Regions from separate parts of the Anas platyrhynchos genome. Here region 2 is linked to region 1. Evidence: chromatin contacts called from public Hi-C data. All regions are on one chromosome and are shown on one strand. Each heading gives the region's core, a stretch centred on a gene start, on an enhancer-like site or on the middle of the called end of the contact. The rest is flanking DNA. Distances are from core to core; before and after follow the strand shown. Region 1 overlaps NFATC2 (nuclear factor of activated T cells 2). Region 2 overlaps NFATC2 (nuclear factor of activated T cells 2).

Evidence for each region. Hi-C and Micro-C count contacts between places; a contact is called where the count stands out from the background.
Region 2: a contact with region 1 is called in a Hi-C map of skeletal muscle, with 1.7 times the contacts expected there. The contact joins two enhancer-like sites. A contact is called at or near these places in 2 of 8 Hi-C or Micro-C datasets (liver and skeletal muscle).

The regions. Positions count from the first base shown.
Region 1 is chr21:10,696,023-10,699,135 of IASCAAS_PekinDuck_T2T, forward strand. The region is part of intron 12 of NFATC2 (nuclear factor of activated T cells 2); the gene reads right to left. Among named protein-coding and RNA genes, the nearest start is that of NFATC2, 88 kb to the right of the region's middle. Within about 2 kb of position 1,634, at least 1 of the 8 cell types and tissues checked has an H3K27ac peak or open chromatin away from gene starts, as enhancers often do.
Region 2 is chr21:10,760,297-10,763,518 of IASCAAS_PekinDuck_T2T, forward strand. The region is part of intron 4 of NFATC2 (nuclear factor of activated T cells 2); the gene reads right to left. Among named protein-coding and RNA genes, the nearest start is that of NFATC2, 23 kb to the right of the region's middle. Within about 2 kb of position 1,650, at least 3 of the 8 cell types and tissues checked have an H3K27ac peak or open chromatin away from gene starts, as enhancers often do.

The sequences.
Region 1 (3,113 bases), core at 384-2,883:
CAGCTGCCAGTGAGCCTGCTTAAAGCAGCTCTGCAGGAAAGTCCATGTCCCAGCCAGCACCTTCCTCTCCTGGGGTCCTGGGGGCAGCCTCTTCATTACCCCAAAGGGAATGGTGCTCGGCTCCACCATAACCACACCAGAGGAGAGCGAGGTGGTCAGGACCTACATAGTAGGTGTCTACAGCAAATGACGTGGCAGAGAAAGTATTTTGGTTGCAGCCAACTGCATCTTGACACCAACAGCTTCTGCTTTTTGTGAAAGTATCCCAATGCCTACACCACAAAATGCAGCATAACAAATGCACTGCAGATTGATAAACCTTCAAACACTGTGGCATTGCTTGCAGGTTTTCTGCTTTCTTTTTTTTTTCTTCTTAAATTCCATACTGTTATGAGTATAATCTATGTTATCTGTAAAAATGCCATGAATCAGCAGCAGGACAGGTTATACATGAATGTGGGTGATGAATTCACCCAGCACACGTCCCTTCCAGTACTTCTCCCATGCCCAGTACAGTTTCCTGCTCTCTCCTGAGCCCACAATAATGTCCTCATTTTCCCCTGACCCCAGAGCAGACACCTCCTGCTACAGCCAGAGAACAAATGGATCCAGAGTGCCTTGAAAGGGCAGGAGAGTGTGCAGAGTCTCCCAAGGAATGAGCTTAGAATGGGGTGTGGGTTACACATGTGAGAATGCAGGGATTAAGTAAAGTTAAGGGATAAGGCTTTATCACTGAAATAACTCTTCCCTTTGATAGCTGAACCCCAAGTACTCAGTTTTTAGCCACACAGCTCTATTCCATACTAAGTCACTCAGTGACATGGACAAAATCATCCAGCACTGATCAGGTAAACACAACCCCTGCTAAACGTAGCCTGATCGCATCATCGGCCCTTCCACGACTTTCCCCTCCCTCCCAAGCCACGATGCAAACAATGCTGGGTGATTAAAAACCCCGATGATGAGATTTACCAAGTAAGCTCCGAGAGAAAGCATAAACTGTACAAGTGCCTTTGTTGCAGGAGAGGCATTCAGAGGCGTGCTAGGTGGACACTCAGCTCTATCCCACAAACTAACATGAGAAATGCTGGGAAAAGAGCAAACTTTGTTTTCCACATGGCTGGAGAAGCAGTACCTGTGTGTCCCTGGCAGGGGTAGGGCAGCCCGGCAGGCAGTGCCGTGCCCCTGCAGCCCAGCCTCTGCGTGCCCTAAGTCCCGGGGGAAAAGGAGCAGACACAACCCTCTTCAGAGAATCCCTGCCTCCTGCAGATAAGCACATCATAGCAGAAGATAAACAAAGCTGAACAGTAAATGCATAAATATATAGTGTGGGCTGCTTGGAAGGTCGCTAACCCAGAGGAGAAGGGATTACTTTAATTTCCCTTTTACCTGGAAACAAAAATAAACCGAGAAAACCAAATAACCTCAGCATCGCTTTAAAGGGCTGGAAAAAAAAACCTCTCTGAGAAGGGGGACAGCCGAGAGCGCCTCGCTGGCCGTGTGCTCTGTGCCTTCCCCCATAAGCAGGACTTTGTGTGTCTCGCACCGAGGCCGGCCTGGATGCATGCAGAGCGCGGGAGAGGCGGGCCGAGGAGCGAGGGGACGTGAAGTTTGCTGTGCTGTCCAGAAGATGAAAACACTAGTGCTGTTTATAGAGGGAAACCCAATTCGTCAGCCCAAATGAATTCCTCTGCTAATCCATGCAGGCTTCATGTTTTCCACCAGCCCCAGCCACTGTAAAGACTATCTTTAGGAGGCACAGTGTGTTTGGAAAGGAGCAGCTGGAAAGAGGGGACGTTTATGCCAGCTTGGAAGGCTTTCTGGTATGGAAAAAGAGGAATGCTCTCTTGGGTCTCCCCACAAAATTAAAGCATCTTCATCCAGAGCAAAACGATGCCAAGCACAACAAACAAAAGCGGCTTTCCCCAACTCTCCTGGGCAGCCTCACTGCAGGGTTCACAATGGTTTCCATAGAACTTGTTTTGCTATCAAAACAAATTCGATCTATCCAGGCACGATGGCGCGCGCTGTTTGCTGAAGAAAAGAAAATTCATTTTCTCACTTCTCGGCCTGCCAGAGCATTTTTGTCCAGGTGCCACGGACAGGGACTCCCCGGATAACTGGTGCATCTGCAGGCAGTGCGCATCTCGAAAAGAAAAAAAAAAAACTCGAAGGTTTTGGTCCATGCACACGGCGTGACGGAGCTCCCGTCGCTGCAGAGGCAGGGGCAGAGCCGGGCCCTGGCTGACTGCTCTCGCTCCTCGGCCTGGCTCAGCCCGAGCAGAGCGTGGCTGTGTGGCAACGCGTGCTTCCTGTAATAAAGCAGCCATCAACTGCGTGCATCTCTCGTTGCATCCACGGGAGGAAATGAATGTCTTGTTCTATTGACCACAGTCTGTTGAAATGCTTGTAACTATTACAGTCTAGCCGTGATGAAGGGTTAGATTGCTCGCATGGCCGGGGTACGCGGCCCCTCGAGAGCTGCGCTGGAATGTCACATGCAGGGAAGGCTCCCTCCAGCCCTCCCGCACGGACACTCACGCTCAGCAGTGGTTTCTGAAAAGCAGAGATGATTTTCTGCATGACAGAATAGGCTGGAGGAGCGCTAAAAGCTACATCTACCCCAAGACCATTAAGCAGAACCGCCTGAATTTTGGGTAAGTCTTAATTTTGATCTGAAGCTTGCACTAGTCTGGAAGCTGGGAAGAGCTATGAAATGTCATCAAGCGTAAAACAAAGCCTCATAGATAGTAATTTTGAAAACTGACATAACAATCATTTTGTGGGCTTTTTATTTTATTAGTAACCTATAAAAATATCTGGAAGAAAAAGTGTATTAAAATCCACAGTGTTTTTTAAAAGAAGATGTCTGTAGAAGCTATTTGATGACATGAGGCTGCAGGAAGACCTTAGGAGAGGTGTCCAAGCAGCCCACCTAGCCAAAAATCTACCCCCAGGGTTTGTCTGCTGGTAATCAGTACCCTGACCCTGGTGTGCTTTCCAAGGAAGAAGACAGCACCCCATTCAGAGCAAACACATGTGTGCATTTCCTTGTGCACAAGGCAAACTGGAATGATTTTAAAGAGAAGAGATGCACGAACCCGAATGTAATT
Region 2 (3,222 bases), core at 400-2,899, 64 kb after region 1:
CCCTCAATGTGAAAGCAAAATCCACCACAGATTGGTCTGTAGTGAAATGTTCAAAGCCATCTTTACTTTTTGATTATGAACCTGTTTTTCTCCTCCAAAGTGGCAGCATTTCCCTAGTCATTAGCTCCATTAGGGATTTTTTCTTAAAATTAACTCAGCTTTAAGATTGTGTAAATGAAGACAGAGTCTCAGCGTGGACTGCTACTACTACTTTTTGTGCTGAAAGTTTTGCAAAACCTGGAGAAAACTCCACTTAAAGAAAAAATTAGCAGGAAATGCTGAACTTTAGTGTTTATTGGACAACACCAGCCTGCCAACCAAACAAACCAACACACAGAATTTCTACGTGATAGGATCAGAGACACTGGAAGAGTCCAGCTTGCAGAGTCCTTAAGGTTCCCTCTGGCTTTTAATCCCAGCACATAGCTGCTTGGGGAATAGGGAAAACAGCAACGAGTAACTGAATTTTGAGCTGAACATTTTTTAGCACCATTATCTCAGATATCAGAGCTTTGGCATTCACAGGAATTCACGTGCCACTCACATCACTCAAATTCTGTCACATCATGCCTAGATATTGGTGCTATGATTCACTGTGAATTAAACTCATCCCTCCTTAGGGCTCAACAGAGCAACACGCCTCCTCGCAGTCGCACAAAACATCACTCCCACTGCTTTCAGAAGAATCATTCAGATTCAAATTGATGCAAGCGAGCAAAATCAGCACCAAACAGAGCAAAGATTGACATCAAGAGTCGAGACAGGATTCACACAGCGATCAGTAATCGCATAAAAGCTCTCCAGGCTGAACAGCTTCACATCAAGGAACAGGCGGCTGTTTCAGTTCCCCATTCAACAGACTGCTGTAATAGCTGCCCCCACCGCACACGTTAAACCCTACTATCTGTGCCATTAGCGGCCAGGTACACATACAAGAGGGAAAGAATAACAGCTCCTCACAACATATGTCACGCAATGAAGCCAGCATGTTCAGATTTGTGTTGAGGGGACAGGGGGACAGCAACAAGATATTTATATGTGCATGTGTAATTTTTAAGGTTTTGTGAATAACAAACACATATGCCCCGCATTTTGCTCATTAAAAACAGGCTTTCAATTATTTATATTATTTTTCTTTCCTTTTCCCTGAAATACTGTGTTATTAAGCACTTTCAATACAAGCACTTTCATCCTGGCTATCCACCCTCCAAGCGGATCCGTGCTCCAGATATTAATGACAATATTTCGGCACAACAGCAAGCTGCAACACGACCGTGCCTTCATGCAGCATTCTTCCCAGAGCACTCCAAAGCGCTTCACAGGCCACGCAAGCCGGGATTGCTCACCCCTCGCTAGCCGGGAGCGAGCCAGGCAGGCACCCTTTGCCAAGCAGACAACACCCACAGCCTTCCTCAGAACAAAAATATTTAGCTTCCCCCCCACTAAACACACACACACGTTGAATTATCGATAAAGCGGGCAGCAGTGCTGAGACGTGGGCAGCGCTGCAGACGAGTGCGGCTCGGCCCGCGTCAGGTCAGGGAGCCCCTGGGCTCGGGGTGGGGGCGGCTCCATGCGGTCTGGAGACACTGCCGGGCCCTGACGCATCGGCCTGGCTTCGGCAGGACCTGGGGATTGAGGGTTTTTTTGGGAGATCTCCCGAGCCTGCGTAGCTTCAGAGCTACAATGAAATCACTGTCCCAGGCGCTGTTGCCCACGCCTGTGGCGTCACAGTCTGTTGCTGCAGAAACGCCTGTGATGCTACGGGGCAACACTCTGACTTCACGGGGGAGGGAGAAGGGGCACTTGGGTGAAGCAGCGAGTGCTGCGTTCCTGAAATAAATGGCTCTTCCACTGACAGCAGCAGCAGTTTTGGCTCATGCTTCAGCAGGAGCAGGACTGGCTGCTCAGCTCGCTGCTGATGTGCCCAGGATCCACTCAGGGAAGGGGAGGACGCAAGCCAACATCCCACTTCTCCATGCAAGCGCCACGGGAGTTTGTTTTCCCAAACAACATCAGGAGACAGGAGGCAGGGGTCAGGGAAAGGTTGTTCCCCTCCTGCTTTCCCTCTGCATTCACAGGCACCAGCCTGAATGTGGAGCAGCCCCACGCGTGGCCCCATGGATGGCAGCATATCCCATGGGTGCTTCTCCTCAACATGGGGAGGAAAAGCTGCCCCCATGAGCTTGGTTGGGGTGGCAGGAGTAGAGGAGAGCCCCCTGCAGAGAGGGCACCCTGAGGAGGCGAGGGGCCATTGCATCCCCATACAATGAGACCATTATGATCAACAGACCTAGCACATGTGTTCTACAAGAACTGAAGTATCTTTGCAACCTGTGTGGAACTCCTGGCAGCACAGCTTTGCTCCCAGTGTTGTGCCACCTTCAAGGATTCATCTATTCCTGCATCCCAGCACACAGACAGAGCTCTTCTTGTGAAGGACTGCCCTCTCAACTGCTTTTTCTGACCACAGCAGGACAGACATCTCAGGGAGCGACCCAGAGCAACACAGCTCCCCTGACACCCCTCTTTCTGCCCCTGTCACCACAGGGCTTCCCCACCTCCCTTCACTTGGGCATTGCTCAGTCTCTCAGCCTTAGCTTTCACTGCTGACTCATCCTCTGATTCACTAACAAAATATCCTTCTCGCTTGAAAGGGAGTTAAAAGAAAGAGAACTTCACATCCAAACAGCACCGGTGCCTCCCCACATCCTCAGTCAGCGTCAGTGCAGACTGTCAGCAGACTGACTTCACCACTCCCCCCTGGTACCCAAGCCTCACGGCTAGCAAAGGCCTACCTCCAAGCCCTGCGGGAGGGATCGCATCCAAGCTGACAGCTCTTTATTTCCCGCTTTGTTCCTCAGTCTTTATTCAGTTAAAAGTTCACAAGATGATCTTTCCTCTTCTCACAATAGGAAATGGAAGCAGAACTCTGTACACTACCATGTTACAAATAAACAGCACACCAGCTCCTATAGATACACGAATGCTGCAGGCAGCTCAACTAACCATCTGGTGGCTGGGCCACCTCCCCAGGTGCTCACATTGGAAGCAATTACCACGAAGAGCTAAAACACAGGTGAAAAAGATCAATGGATTTAAGTTTCAAAGGATTTAACTTTTCACACACCTCTGAAAGAGGAAAACCTGTACTGAGGCCTGCTGGGCCCAGGAGATTTCCCCAGTCTGGCCTGACGCACACCAGTGCGTGCACACATGGGT